Regions from separate parts of the Xenopus laevis genome. Here region 1 is linked to region 2. The links are chromatin contacts, called in public Hi-C maps. All regions are on one chromosome and are shown on one strand. The core of a region is the stretch at or near the end of the contact, and the rest is flanking DNA. Distances in the headings are between cores, read along the strand shown.

Evidence for each region. A called contact is a pair of places that touch in the nucleus more often than the background predicts.
Region 1: a contact with region 2 is called in a Hi-C map of the XL177 cell line, with 2.5 times the contacts expected there. The contact joins the enhancer-like site here to the promoter of tsc22d3.L in region 2. A contact is called at or near these places in 2 of 4 Hi-C or Micro-C datasets (the XL177 cell line and the XTC cell line).

The regions. Positions count from the first base shown.
Region 1 is chr8L:27,794,966-27,802,335 of Xenopus_laevis_v10.1, reverse strand. No RefSeq gene overlaps it. Among protein-coding and RNA genes, the nearest start is that of LOC121396925, 92 kb to the left of the region's middle. Within about 2 kb of position 3,340, at least 2 of the 7 cell types and tissues checked have an H3K27ac peak or open chromatin away from gene starts, as enhancers often do.
Region 2 is chr8L:27,701,027-27,707,393 of Xenopus_laevis_v10.1, reverse strand. tsc22d3.L (TSC22 domain family member 3 L homeolog) reads right to left here and starts at 3,332. Exons shown (of 3, transcript NM_001086817.1): 1 at 3,058-3,332; 2 at 2,246-2,297; 3 at 170-1,405. The coding sequence starts at 3,179. The coding sequence ends at 1,166.

The DNA of each region.
Region 1 (7,370 bases), core at 2,091-4,590, 95 kb before region 2:
ACCAGTAAATTACTGGCACATGCAGTACTGGCACGGAAGTATCAGTGTGCAAATGCTGTCAATTTATGCGTTTGGGTTTTGTTTTTCCCAGTGCAGTATGGTTATGAGTGCAGCTACTGGAGCACTCAACAGTTAAACCCTGGCTTCATTTAGAAACATACTGTATAGACGTGGTGTATTTATTGGGGCTTTTTAGTTGCCATCATCGACAGCCATAAGTTATAAGCCTACTCATAGATCTTTCCTACTTCGTACAATGAATTAATACCCCTAAATATAGCCATGGTCATTTGTTCACAATATATTCTCCTTTATATTGCTCACCTTTCACCTTGCTAAGTCTTGCTTTCATTTTTGGGCCTTTAGTATGAACTGAAGGAAGTGAATATATTTTTTCCTGTGGGTTTTAGGGAGAGTGTCTTGTCCTTAACATGTTAAAAATCAACTCAAAAAAATCATCTCATTATATTCTTAGGTGACTGGGGACATGCAATTAATTACTGTTTTTTCTTTTCACACAATGGGAGGAGTGTTGGGTTTGAGGATTATATTGAAATACAGGGCCAGCATCAGGAATCACAGGGCCCCCTACTAAACTAGCAGGGCCTCCCCCTTAGTGAGACCCAATTATTTAACCATTGGTCAACCAAGCCATGGTCCTTGTCAACAAGTAGGTTGGGGCCACAATGAAAAATTGAAGACCCATGGATGCATTGCCAAATTAGTGATGCTCGTTCAGGAAAATATCAACCCGGACCCAGCCCTAACCTGCAAAACCTTAAAGGACCAGTAATATCAATTTAAAAAAAAAAAAAAAAAATAGTTTTTGTATATAACGAAAAAAAACCACCAAGACATATTTAACTTTGAAATCGCAAAGTCTTTATAAACAAATAATTTACTGATACTCCGCTTGTGCTCCTCTTCAGAAAAGGCGGCAGGGCGACAATCCATCGTGCGGCACTTGAATTCTCCTGCCTGGCTATCTCCTATAGAAGGTAGGGAGGAGAAATCGAACGGCGCACGATGGATCGTTGCCCTGTCGCCTTTTCTGAAGAGGAGTGCAAGCGGAGTATCGGAAAGTTATTTGTTAATAAAGACTTTGCGATTTTAAAGTAAAATATGTCTTGGTGTTTTTTTTCGTTATATACAAACAAAATTTTTTTTTAAAAAAAATTGATGTTACTGATCCCTTAACCCGCACCTGACCCTAACCCGCAAAATGTTGCCATTGTAGGACCCATACCCGTGTCTTCTCATTCTGTATGCTACTACTGTGCGTGCCTCTGGTTCCATGACAGGGAATCTTCAGGAGCAGTGGAGGAGTGTACTTCAACAATTTGACCCTCACCCAACCTTAACCTGCAATCTATGGCCGAAATTCAATCCAAACCTACCTGACCAATTATGAACCCACGGGTCACTGTGTGTTTATCCACCCCATCAAGTCTATTATACTAGATGCACATAAATAGATTATATTCTCATTACTTCAGTCCCCACGCAATTCCGTGAATGGGAAAAATTCAAGCAGCAAATAAGTTCTTCCAGGAAAAAAAAAACAAAGAAAAAAACACTGGAAAAAATGTGATGGCTGAAAGCCATATTTTCCCATAGCATTTTCAAACAGCTGCTTCTGTTTACACTTTTTTTTTAACACAGAGGTACACGATAGCTAAAAACCAATACACAGCTAAATACACCGGTTTTTACACAGTGATGCCTGATGACATGCAGGCCTGGATTAACAATTTTTTAAGAGAAAGAAACCCCACCAAATAGTTAATACTGTATCTATACCAAGTTAACTCAAACCTTAAATTGCAGAACTGAGGTAATTAATACTGATAATAATAATTAATAAGGAGGTGCTGTCTAATAACTTAAATAAAGTGCTAGTGCAAATAAATAATGTGAAATCAATCAGCCACAAAGATTGATGATAACAAATAATTGATTACTACTGAATCAAAAGGGCACATTAACCCACCAATAGATTCCAATGCCACCCCTTAATAAATAAATTCATTCATTAATTAATAAGGTGCAATTATTAAAATAGAATTAGCAAATGAATATTGCAATTAAGTTCCACCAGTTAAGTGCAGTGCAATAAATAGGCTAAAAAATGAGACTTGGTAACTAATTAATTAGTTAAAAAGGAGTAATTAAAAATTGACCAAAAATTCGGTATGGGTTAAAAAGTCATCCGGTCACAATCCATAGATTGTGTTCATAGAAAATTGAAAATATAGAGGGTGGAGTTGTCCCTAAATCTAACTGCCTATTTTTGTTTCTAAGGCCTGGGACACCACAAAGTAAAGGCAGGACAGGGTAACCGGAGCTGTGGCCTTGTAATTTAACTTGCCCTAACAATTAAAAGAGGCTAAATAGCCCTGAAAAGCCACAAACCCATGGCCCCTTAGAACAGAAGGAGGATGGGAGAGGTGGTAAGACAAGAGGATTAGACCAGAATTCCAGCCCACATCAAATATATTATAACCAGTTTGATTCCCTAAGGGAAATATTTCTTCAGAGTCAGAATATTATCTCAGGAGACCAATCTTCAAAAGAACGCAGGCCTGGATTTGCGGCAAGGCCACAAATACCCTGGCCTAGGGCAGCTAGATTTTAAGGACGGCATGCCGCCCAGCTACATTTTAATTTTTCAGGAGCACGGGGGGTGTGCAGCTGTGTAACTCTCCTGTGTATGTAATGTCCAGTGTAATCCACCTGCATGTTGGTGGGACAGGCGCGAGGACCCTCTGGACTAGGGCACCCAAATTAGAAATCCATTTTTTGCACAATATGATAAAAAGGCCTCTAAGTATTTCCATACCATCAGTAACTTGGAATGTGAGTTGGCTGCTATGGTGTTTGTAGCTTCAGGTCTCATGCCTGGGGCTGGGGCAGGGGTTGGGACATTTGTTACAAGTGCCACACAAATTAGGCTTTGTTCCCCTTTGCAGCTCTGGTATTGCTTCATGAATTTGGCCAGCTTCAGGTACAAAGGCAGACAAATAAGTGGCAGGTGGATGCAACACATATCACTGGAGTCCCTGAAATGAAAGAGAAACTTTTAGAGCTGCTGCTGACCTGATGCAACATGAGGGCAGGGTTACATTACTAAGGACTTCCCCCAGCCACGTTCACTGTTTCCCCAGCCTGCAGAGTCAGCTGACAGCCTGTGGCACCACTCATTAGAGGGATGCGTGATTCAGACTCAGTAACCTGGGGAACTGCATGTCAACAAACAAAACGAGGCGAGGGGTTTTTCTGCCCTTTTATGGTCTATTTAAAGCAGGCGTGGGAGGAAAGCAAGGAAAGCATCAGTCAGCAGCCTTCGACTGTACATTGTGGGATTCATTAGTGACTGGATAGCACATCAATATATCAGCCAGTGCTTTCGTTGTCACAGCACAGATCATATTGTTATACAGTTACTGATATTGTATATACATTTTACTTATATACCCATGTATTGCATTGTACGGGCTGTGTTTCAGAACCCAAATATTGCAGACATGCTTGACAAAAACATTCCCTCAAAAAAATGCACGATAGCTGTAGTATGTATGTAATGACCCACAGAGCTTGCGATCAGAGTAGCACATTTATACAGCCTGTCCACCACCCCCCACATGCAAGCATACCAGCCAGTTACACAAGAGAGCCCTCATTACACGGGTGGAAATACTTGATTTCAGTAACTGATATTTGCCTGGAGTCATTATTTATTAATGTAAATGATTACCCATTTTGTCCTTTCTTGATTGGAAGGACCCATTTAACCCCATTTAACTCAGCATCACCTCTCTCAGAACTTCATTACCTGACTGCCTTTGCAGCATAAAAATCACTTCCAATGTTGATTGTGAAATCTCCTTTCCTCTAGTCAGTAGATTATCCTGTCCAATGTCCCTTTTACCCTTCTAGGAACATGGATTTCATGAGACACTGTTTGACTAGACAATAAAATCAAATCTGTCACTTGTTTCATTACTATACGTAGAATCTTGCCCACCTCCACAACTTAGGGCTCATTTACAATGCCTCGTGCAGCATGCTCCATTTTGGAGTGCAGAGACCTGCGGACTATGCCCTGAATGGAACTCTGCCTGTGTTCAAAGCATTTGGCATTCAGAAGCACAAGGTAGGAGGATGCCCTAAGGCAGGCACTAAGGACATGGCTGAGCTGCACATCCTGGAGCTGCTCTCTACTCTGCAGCAGGCAAGGGGGCACAAGTTTGTAGCAAACGGTTACTAAGGGGCAATCTTACATACCCCATCACCTTTTAGACTGTAGGCTATCTTGGTCAGGGCCTCTTTACTTCTTGGTTGTCAGCTGTATTTTTGTATATAAATCTGTGTGCTCATTACATAAACCCATTAATTATACAACACTATGCAATATTTTGGAGCTTTATAAAGATATGTTCATAAGCAATTATAGAAATAACGGAGGGCCAAAACTCACTGAATGAACTCATATATGGTCATACCCAATCAATATTAGCCATTCAGTTACAGTTTTGATATCTTGGACAGGGGGTCCCCAACCTTTTCTACCTGTGAACCACATTCAAATGTAAAAAAGAGTTGGGGGCAACACAAGCATGAATAAAGTTCCAGGGGATGCCAAATAAGGGCTGTGATTGGCTATTTGGTAGTTCCTGTGTGGACAGACAGTCTACAGGAGGCTCTATCTAAAGCAGTACACCAGGTTTTTTTGCAACTAAAAGTTGCCTGTAAGCCTGGAAGTCAATAACCGGTTTTGAGGATATTGAGAGCAACACTGATTAGGGATCATTGGTCTAGGACATCAAATTTAAAATTTAACCAAAATCTTGCTCTTGTGACATTCAAGAAAAAGGCATATCCTAATATAGAGTTAAATGGGCTTGAGGCTGCCCCCACCCCTCTAGCTATGGCTCTGAGCCCCCCCCCCTTCCCAGAGCAGCCCCACAGTCTGGGAATTACTGCTATCAGGAGACACACTTTTTATCTACATGTAGGGGGGTTATTTATCAAAGGTCGATTTGTTTTTATCCTGAAAAATTTGAGTTTCCGAGGGTAGTTTTCAGTAAAAACTCAAATTGCTGTTTTGGCCAGGGATTTGCTCACTGTTGCCGGTGGGTTTTGTAGTTCAGCAAACCTCTGAAGAGCAACAAGGTGAAAATTGCTCTTCTATACTCTTCATTATATTCACCATAAGTGTAGAGATAATCCGTGGGGTTATAAAATAAAGGGGGGATGCTGGGATATCTGCTACAAGAAGTTCCCCACTATTGTTAGATACCCAGAAGCCAGAACAGTACATTCTGTTTCAGCAAAATTTAAAGGGTGGACACTTTGCTCTCTTTATCAGTGCTATCAATACCCAGATTAAGGCTGTGGCTTTTTCTCAAAGTCCTAAAGTAAATATGTACTCAGTGTCCTCAGTTTTTGCAGACTGAGAGGAAAGAGGTTTTTCAGACTCTGAATCCTATTTTAAGCCCTAAGAAAAAAAAAATGACTGGTCTGCATTCAGCGCTGCTTCCTTTTTCTATTCAAAGCCCAGCTGTGAAAACCCATTAAAGCTCACGGTATGACATCAGCACCTTATAAAAACAGGACTGTCTCTGTATCCAGCGGGCAGGCCTTGAAAAACCCTGTGTAATTTCAAAATAAATTTGTGGCTCAGTGACAGAGTTTTGGATTTGAAGCTTTCAAGTCTATTTTTTTTTAATAAACTCACTGGAAAATGATTACCCAAAGCAAGGTGGAAACACTTGCCTTGCAGTAATCTGGAAACCATGCCGGGCTTTCACTTTGTGTTTATCCAGGTGGGAAGAAACACTCCCTTAGAGGTTTATGAAAAGCCACTTGCATCCTGTGCCCCCTGTTTAAACAGTTACTCTTTTCAGAGGGAAGTGCCACGTAACCATTACCGCTCCTGTCGCCTGAAACACGCCACTACCCTCGGCATTATCGGTTTCTGTCATATTTCAAGGCTGTTTGTTTATTTTTTGTCATTTTTACACCTACTCCCTCTCCGTTATGATGATTTCATCAAAAGAAAGCTATTTTTTCCCTGTTGACATAACTCAAACACTTTTCCACTCCCGGCTGGTTTGACCTGCGGGTGACATCTCACATTGAAGGAACAAGGGGAAAAAAATGAACACTCAAAGAACATTCAAGAAGCTACCACACCCATTTGGGTTACTAACCCAGCATAACAGCAGGTCATGCAGCTGAACTTCTTTACCAGTGCAGCAGGCCTATATCATCTAATGAGCCGTTTGTTTTTCTTGGTATATAGGTGGCCATAGATGTTCATTCCTGGAAAAGATCTTTCCATGAAAGATCGTTCATTTCTATACATGAACGTAGAGCTGAATTGTCAGATATACAGGTAGAAACAATAGAAATCTACTGATGATTCAGCGCTAACAATTGGCGATGTTTGGGTGCCTTCAAAGGCTCCCAATCAAAATGTTCCCTCCAGCCCGATCGACAAGCCGGCCGATATCTGTATCTTCTGCCGATATCAGTCAACTTGTCTCCCACCATACACACACTGAATATAATACAAATTTTCTTTATGTACAATATAATCATTGCGTTTATGGGCACCTTAATGCAGCGGACCAATTGAATGTGTGGGTTCAACCACTGGTACTCTTAACCTATAGTAATTTATTAACCCAGAAAGTTTTTGGGATTTATAATAGGCTCTGGCAAGTACACAGAGGCCCAAACAGCCTGCCACCAGCCCACTAAATATTGACTGTCTATAGCAGTGATACCCAACTAGTAGCTCATGAGCAACATGTTGCTCTCCAACCCCTTGGATGTTGCTTCCAGCAGCCTTTAAAGCAGGTGCTTATTTTTGAATTACAGGCTTGGAGGCAAGTTTTGGTTTCATAAAAGCCAGGTGTACTGCCAAACAGAGCCTCAATGTAGGTTGACAATCCACATAGGGGCAACCAAATGGGCAATCACAGCACTTATTTGGCACCCGAAGAACATTTTTTATGCTAGCATTGCTCCCCAACTCCTTTTACTTCTGAATGTTGCTCACGGGTTCAAAGGGTTGGGAATCCCTGGTCTATAGCATCTCCAGCAGCCCTTCTGCCATTTGGCAGAAGTGGACAGTATGGGTAATTCCCTTGAAACCATAAGGTGGATCAAATTCAATGGGTATTGGTAAATGCTGCTGTGCATCCTCTAACACTAGCAATCAACACAAATCTTTTTTATTGGTTAGGTTATTGAGTAGTGAGGTGGATTGGGTTACACAATATGTGCAAATATACATAAAAGGAGTAGTAAAATACAACACACAGTTCAGATAATAACCATACTATTGATTAACTTGGTATCTA
Region 2 (6,367 bases), core at 2,083-4,582:
TATGTTAACATGTTAAATGCCCAATGAAATTAGCTATTGATGGGTGCCACAAGGATGCACCTAGGCCAATCAGATGAAAACCAACTTCGTATTTGTAAACAGTATGTGTGACTATAATGATAATAATGGCTCTGATAGGAACAGCACATGATTAACGCACAAAAAATGATTTGTTTATATATAAAAATGGTGTTTATTGCAGCTTTCCACTGAGTTATGTACAATCCAGAAAATCTCAGACAGTAATGTTAAACAGCAGAAGACATTATTCATTCCAACAACCCCTTTTATGGCCATTGCTGGGAGCTGTAGTCCTGAAGTTATTAAGAATATTACAAAAAAAAGCCCACAGTCTATTAATTTTCCCGGATTTTAAAGTGTCTTGTGTGAGTCTTTTAGGCGGCTTTCCCCACCATTGAGCTCTGGCAAAGAGACAGGAACATTTCTATTCTGCATAAGACAAAGTAAAAAAAAATAAGTCCTTGTAGCAGATTCCCAAGTCCTCAAAGAGAACATTTTGGCAAGTGCTAAATTACATACAAACTATGTAAACCTATACTAACAAGCCCTGTAGTGGGTGGGGTCTAAAGACATTGCCCACCATCACTAGTTTGGGCAGCTGTGAGCCAATATAGAACAAAGCTCCATTATGAAGCACTAAAGTGCCCAAACTATAAACGGTTACTAGAGTAACTGTTCCTTTTCATCGCTCCAAGAGGTTCACGCTCTCTGCTTCCCACCATGGTACAGTCTGAAAAAACAAAAGAGAGGGGAGTCTTCCTCTTCAACTTTGTATTCCATGGCCAGAGAACTTTGCTGAAGCAGTCTCTGGTCATCTTTAGCATGTCCCGCTGGTTGCAAGGCTTTGCTTTCCAAGCATGGTGCCAAAGGCAAGATTCATGCCTAGCCAGCTGTCTTTCTCTGGCTGGTACTCTTAGAAAAAAAAAAAGAGTCCATATCACAGCTTCTCTCACTCTTCTCTTGAAGAAAAGACTTGTGAGGAGGCCCACGCTAGCCCCGGCACATGCCAGCTTTGGCTAGTCGACGACCCTCCAAGCCGAGGTGACACTTTAAAGAGGGGGGGAAAAAAATCTCATTTTTTTCTCATATAAAGACGTCGATAGGAAAAGTTCAATGGCTCTGCCCATTCCAAAGACAGAGCCACTTAGACTGCAGAGCCGACTTGCTGAGATGATCGAAGGAAATCCAGTCTTGTCTTGACTGGTGTTTCATCTTGGGGAAGCCGAGACTGGAACTTCTTCATTTGCTCTGGACTTGCCAGGTTCTTCAGTAGATGATTCTCTTTCTCAAGCTGTGAATTCTTCTCCACCAGCTCTTTAATCTGCTCCTTCAGCACCTCGACCTCTTCTCGCACAGCGTACATGAGATGGTTCTTTACCAAATCCTGTAGGGCAAACATGGCAGACGTTAGGGAAAGGTCGAACACTGGGAAACTATCAGGCTGCAAAGGTCACATCTGTCCCTATAGAATCCCTCCTGCTGCAACTTGGGGGCACGGCAAACTAATTAGTCCTAGTTACACATTAACTTCAAGAACTATTGATTTCAGTAGCATATACGTAAAGGGGGGACATGTAAATGCAAAATGTGCTTTACTAGCCTATGCTGCATTTACATGCCCAAAGATGTACTAGTGGCAAGTCCTAATGCACTCTGCTGCCAATACACTAGATCATTTATTGAATAAAGCACAAATCCCTGCATACAGCTTATCTGTGGATCTGGGAAATGTGGTTCACAACCCACTCCTGATTGAATTCAAAGTCCTTGCACGGAAGGCTGCAGGTTCTCTTGCAAGGAAAACAATGTCATTGTGCCTAAGCTGGCATTATCCGCAGCTAGCACTGCAGTGCCGCTCCATCCAATGAGATCCCACCGGCCCACCGGGGGGAAAATCTGCCCGGCAACAGGAGATTGCAATGAAGTGCAGAGAGGTCCTGCACATATAGCACCGGCTTTAAATCATGCACTGCCTGCCTCTTTGTCCCTGATAAATGTACCACTGGATACAGGATGCCTCATTTATAATTTCTATCTTTATTTAGCCACAAATATTTTATGTTGTGCTTTTACCCTTGCACTGCAGCTATTTGCACATATGCTACATATTTAGTACAATAAAAAAAAATATGAAAAAAATAATCTGATCTGCCTGTGCCCTCCCTATCTGATTTGCCCATACCCTCTCTTCCACATGTGGGGGCATTAGATAAGAGACACTCACCATGGCTTGCTCAATCTTGTTGTCAATGGCAACGACACTGGCACCCGATGCACTGTAGAGAAAAAAAAGAAGAATCGGTTATAATCATGCAAAGTGATATAATCAAAAATACATGCAAAACCTTTCACTAGTATATTCACATGTGTATTGTAATGTATCTGGTTTCCAGGTGCACCCCTGAGGAATTGTGTTGCTCAATACAGCAAAGAAAGGGTTAAAGCCCCCCCCCCCAAGCCCAGACAATGCCTTTCTGGCCGGTGACAAACAAGAAGGAGGAAGCTGAGGCTGTTCCAGTCCAAACTGGGATTATCCTGCTGTAACCGACCAGCCGATGTCTCCAGGAAATGAGAATCCAGCATGGGCCAAACATACCCCAGCCATAATGTCAATTCTGCCTCATCTACACAATCCTGGCTGTATTTACTCACACACACACACACAGATCTGCTGCAGATAAGTCAACATGAACAGTCACAGCCATAAGTCTGTTATAGTAAGAAAACCCCTGGGCGGCATCGGGCAAAGTGAATTCTGTACAGTGCACCTTGCCATTTTGTCATTTTGTTACATGAAACAAAGCACAGAAAGCATTCTGTAACTTCACATGCACACAAAATCATCCTGCAGCCAAACCCAGTGCAAAATATTCCATTTGTCTTTTAACTAATAATCTGCAATTTTATCAATACACAAGAATTTAAAAAAATTAAAAAAATAAAAAAAAAAAATTATAAAAACTGCATTTCTGCCCCAAATTGGTTTTGCAGGGCTCTAAGTGTGCCTTAACGAGAACGCTATATGGGTATATTTACCTGTTATCCAGCTTGACAGATACCACATCAGCCCCCAGCAAGGAGGAGAAAAATGAAATGGAGAAATTGTGCAGCTCGTACACGGCCACCTCCATGGGCAATTTACACATTTCTGTGCTCATGTTTGCAGGACGGCTTCTCTGTCTAGGACCTCCAGCAAATAAATCCTGTCCTTTAAGGGACTCCTAGAAGTGGGTGCTTTGCTCTGTGTGTGTGTGAGTATATGTGAACCCGGTGCACTTCAAATTGTGCTTATATCTGACTGCTGATGCAACAAGCCACAGACTGAATGCTATTTCAGACTGCCACCTCCTTAAATAGCAGCCCAGTGACATCATATGGCGTCAGCCCCTGTATGCAAATTGGGTTGACTCTGCGATTCCCCATCCCCCTACAGGCTAAAGCTCTCAGCTCATAAACAAGCCCAGATTTCTGCAGGACTATTTGTGCTGGGGCTGCTGAGAAATCAGCAAAAATAATATGACTTCTGCCAGCATGCATCTATTACAGGAGGCTTTGCTGGGTTTTGGAATGCAGAAGAACTTTGCAGGTATCATGCGCATCCCTGGGCATGTCTTCATATATTACTACCCACAGCAATGATACAACTGTTATGCATGAGTGTACCCTTCATAAGCAGTGGCACCTTGCATATAATAAAAATAGCCCTGAAATACCCAGGTGAAAAGTGGGTTAAAGGGGTGCTTTCACCTTTAAGTTAACTTTTAGTTTGTTATAGAATGGTTTATTCTAAGCAACTTTTCAAGTGGTCCTAATTTTTTTTTTTTTTTATAGTTTTTGGATTATTTGTCTTCTTCTCCAGACTCCAGCTTTCAGATGAGGTTCACTGACCCCATCTAAGAAGCAAATGCTCTATAAGGTACAATATTGTTATTGCTACTTTTTGTTACCCATCTTTTCTATTCAGGCCCTCTCCTATTCATATTTCAGGTTCTTATTCAAATCAGTGTATGGCTGCTAGGGTAATATGGACCATAGCAACAACCAGTGTGCTGAAACTGCAAACTGAAGAGCTGCTGAATAAAAAGCTAAATAACTCAAAAACAGCAAATAATAAAAAGATGAACCCCAATTGCAAATTGTCTCAGAATATCACTCTTTATATCATACTAAAAATTTATTTAAAAGTGAACAACGTTTTTAATTTGCTCTAGAAACCAGGTCCCTAGAGACCACCAGTTAAAATGGTAGAGAGCCCATTGCAAGGTAAGTGGAATAGAGTGGGGAGCTGCCATATACATCACATTTTTGCAGAATTCCCTTGCTCTACAGTTTGTTATTTTGGTTGTTGCACCCAGTAATTTCGAGCCCAATTTTCTGTCAATAGTAGCTGTAAATATATGCTGAAGTAGCTCTCTGATGTGACGGTCAGAGTGAATGTCATTTGGACATTATTATTATTATTATTATTAAAGTCAAGATTTATGAGCAAGAAAAAGACAAAGCACCACTTCTCACTGCCTGTAACAACTAGATTGTCAGTTCTACTGACACAACTGCAGTATAAACCCTTGCCTTCACTTGCTCAAAGTAACAGTAACCCTAAGCAACTGTCCACATACATATTGCTTATCAAAAATATGTGTTCTTCTTTTCAAAAGTATGTGTTTTTGTTTTTCAAGTGGCTGCTTATAAATTCGCTGCACTGTTGGTTCTGCCCCCTGAAACAATGTAGCAGAAGGAGATGGAGCATCTGCTGCATTGTTGCAAGAGTCAGAATCAGAGAAATGAAAGGGAATAGCAATTCCATTTACCAATAACCCTAAACATGTTTGAAAGTGTATACTGAAAAGTTGTTTAGAATCCCATTTTCTTACATTATGCAAAAGAGATCCCATTTAAAATGCAAAAGAGAAGGTGACATATGCCTTTGATTCGACAATTCAATGCTAACTGAACTCCAGGTACAACAAGACAGTTGCTAATGCCTGTTGCAATCCTACTAAACACTGAGAGTTTCATGGTGCAAAGGAGAACTACCCCCTACCCCTAGCAACAATGTATCCAAACAATCTGCTCTGCCTACTGTAACCATGCGTATGAGGCCACTTGTTTAGGTTTAGCATTTGCATAGGTCACTATTTGCATCTCTATCCTGAATCAGTGCAGCAGCTGGGCCAGGTTTACATAGCCCTGCACAAATGAACAAAACAAGTAATTTATGATGGTAATAAAATGGACTTAGTAGGTTGCATTAATTGATGAGGTGACTGGCACGGCACCGAGTAACTGTGACGGTTTAGTTCATCCAGGTGGATGAATTTCCCTCCAGTATGGAATGGGCCATTCTAAAATAGGAACATGAGGCAGGAGTCGGAACTCCTTTAGCTTTTCCCCTGGCAGTAGGGTTGGTAATAGGGGTAAGTCTCCTTTCCATTTAGGGGATTGAGGGTTTGCTAGATAAATGGCCTGTTTGACCCTTATCAAGGACAAGAATTAAAGGACAAGAAAACAACAGTAGTGCTTTCTATAAAAATACTCTCCAACATATAGTCATGTGGGTTTTGCAACTTATTTTTTAACCCAAAAATAGCCCTGCTGGGAGTTGTGCAAAGTGAAATGTTTAGAGACCCTGAGTCTAGGATTGTCACCTAGCCGCTATATTACCGGCCTGGCCGGTAAAAATGATGGTTGATCCCAATGTTATTGGAAGGGAAAAAAGATAAATATATAGGAAGGCCGGTATTTTTTTCTCAGAAAAGGTGGAAACCCTACCTGAGCCTCCTGATTATCACTCAGCCAATACAACCCCCACCCAGAGTGCCAGCTCCCATGAACAGGGCCTCCCCCTTCACCCTAAATAATACAAGGTTTCACCATATAAACTGTCCATTATATTTCATTATACCCTATGCTGTTGCTGTGGTGATGCATAATAATAATACAAATAATAATAAATATATGTGTTATTATTGTTATTACTAAATGATGGCAGGGTATTGCACCATTTTTTGAAAACAATGAGGTGTGTGAGATTCAGCCTCCCCCACCCTTCCAACAGCACAGGACACCCGTCTCTACTTCTCCTTCCACCTTCATGCTGGTGCCTGGCACCCTCTACTGGCCTGCTGCTGCTATCGTTACTATACAGACCACAGTGCTGTCATGTTTTTATGGGAGATAAAGTACAGGCTGTACCAAGTGACATATGGGATAGGCACAACCATGTCTCAGTTTTGGCAACTTTTCAAGAGTAAAAAAAAAACAGTTTGTTCTCTCACCAATTTCATGTCTTTTTAAGCCTGTTGTCACTTAATGTGACTTCATGTTTGTCACTGGACAAATAGTT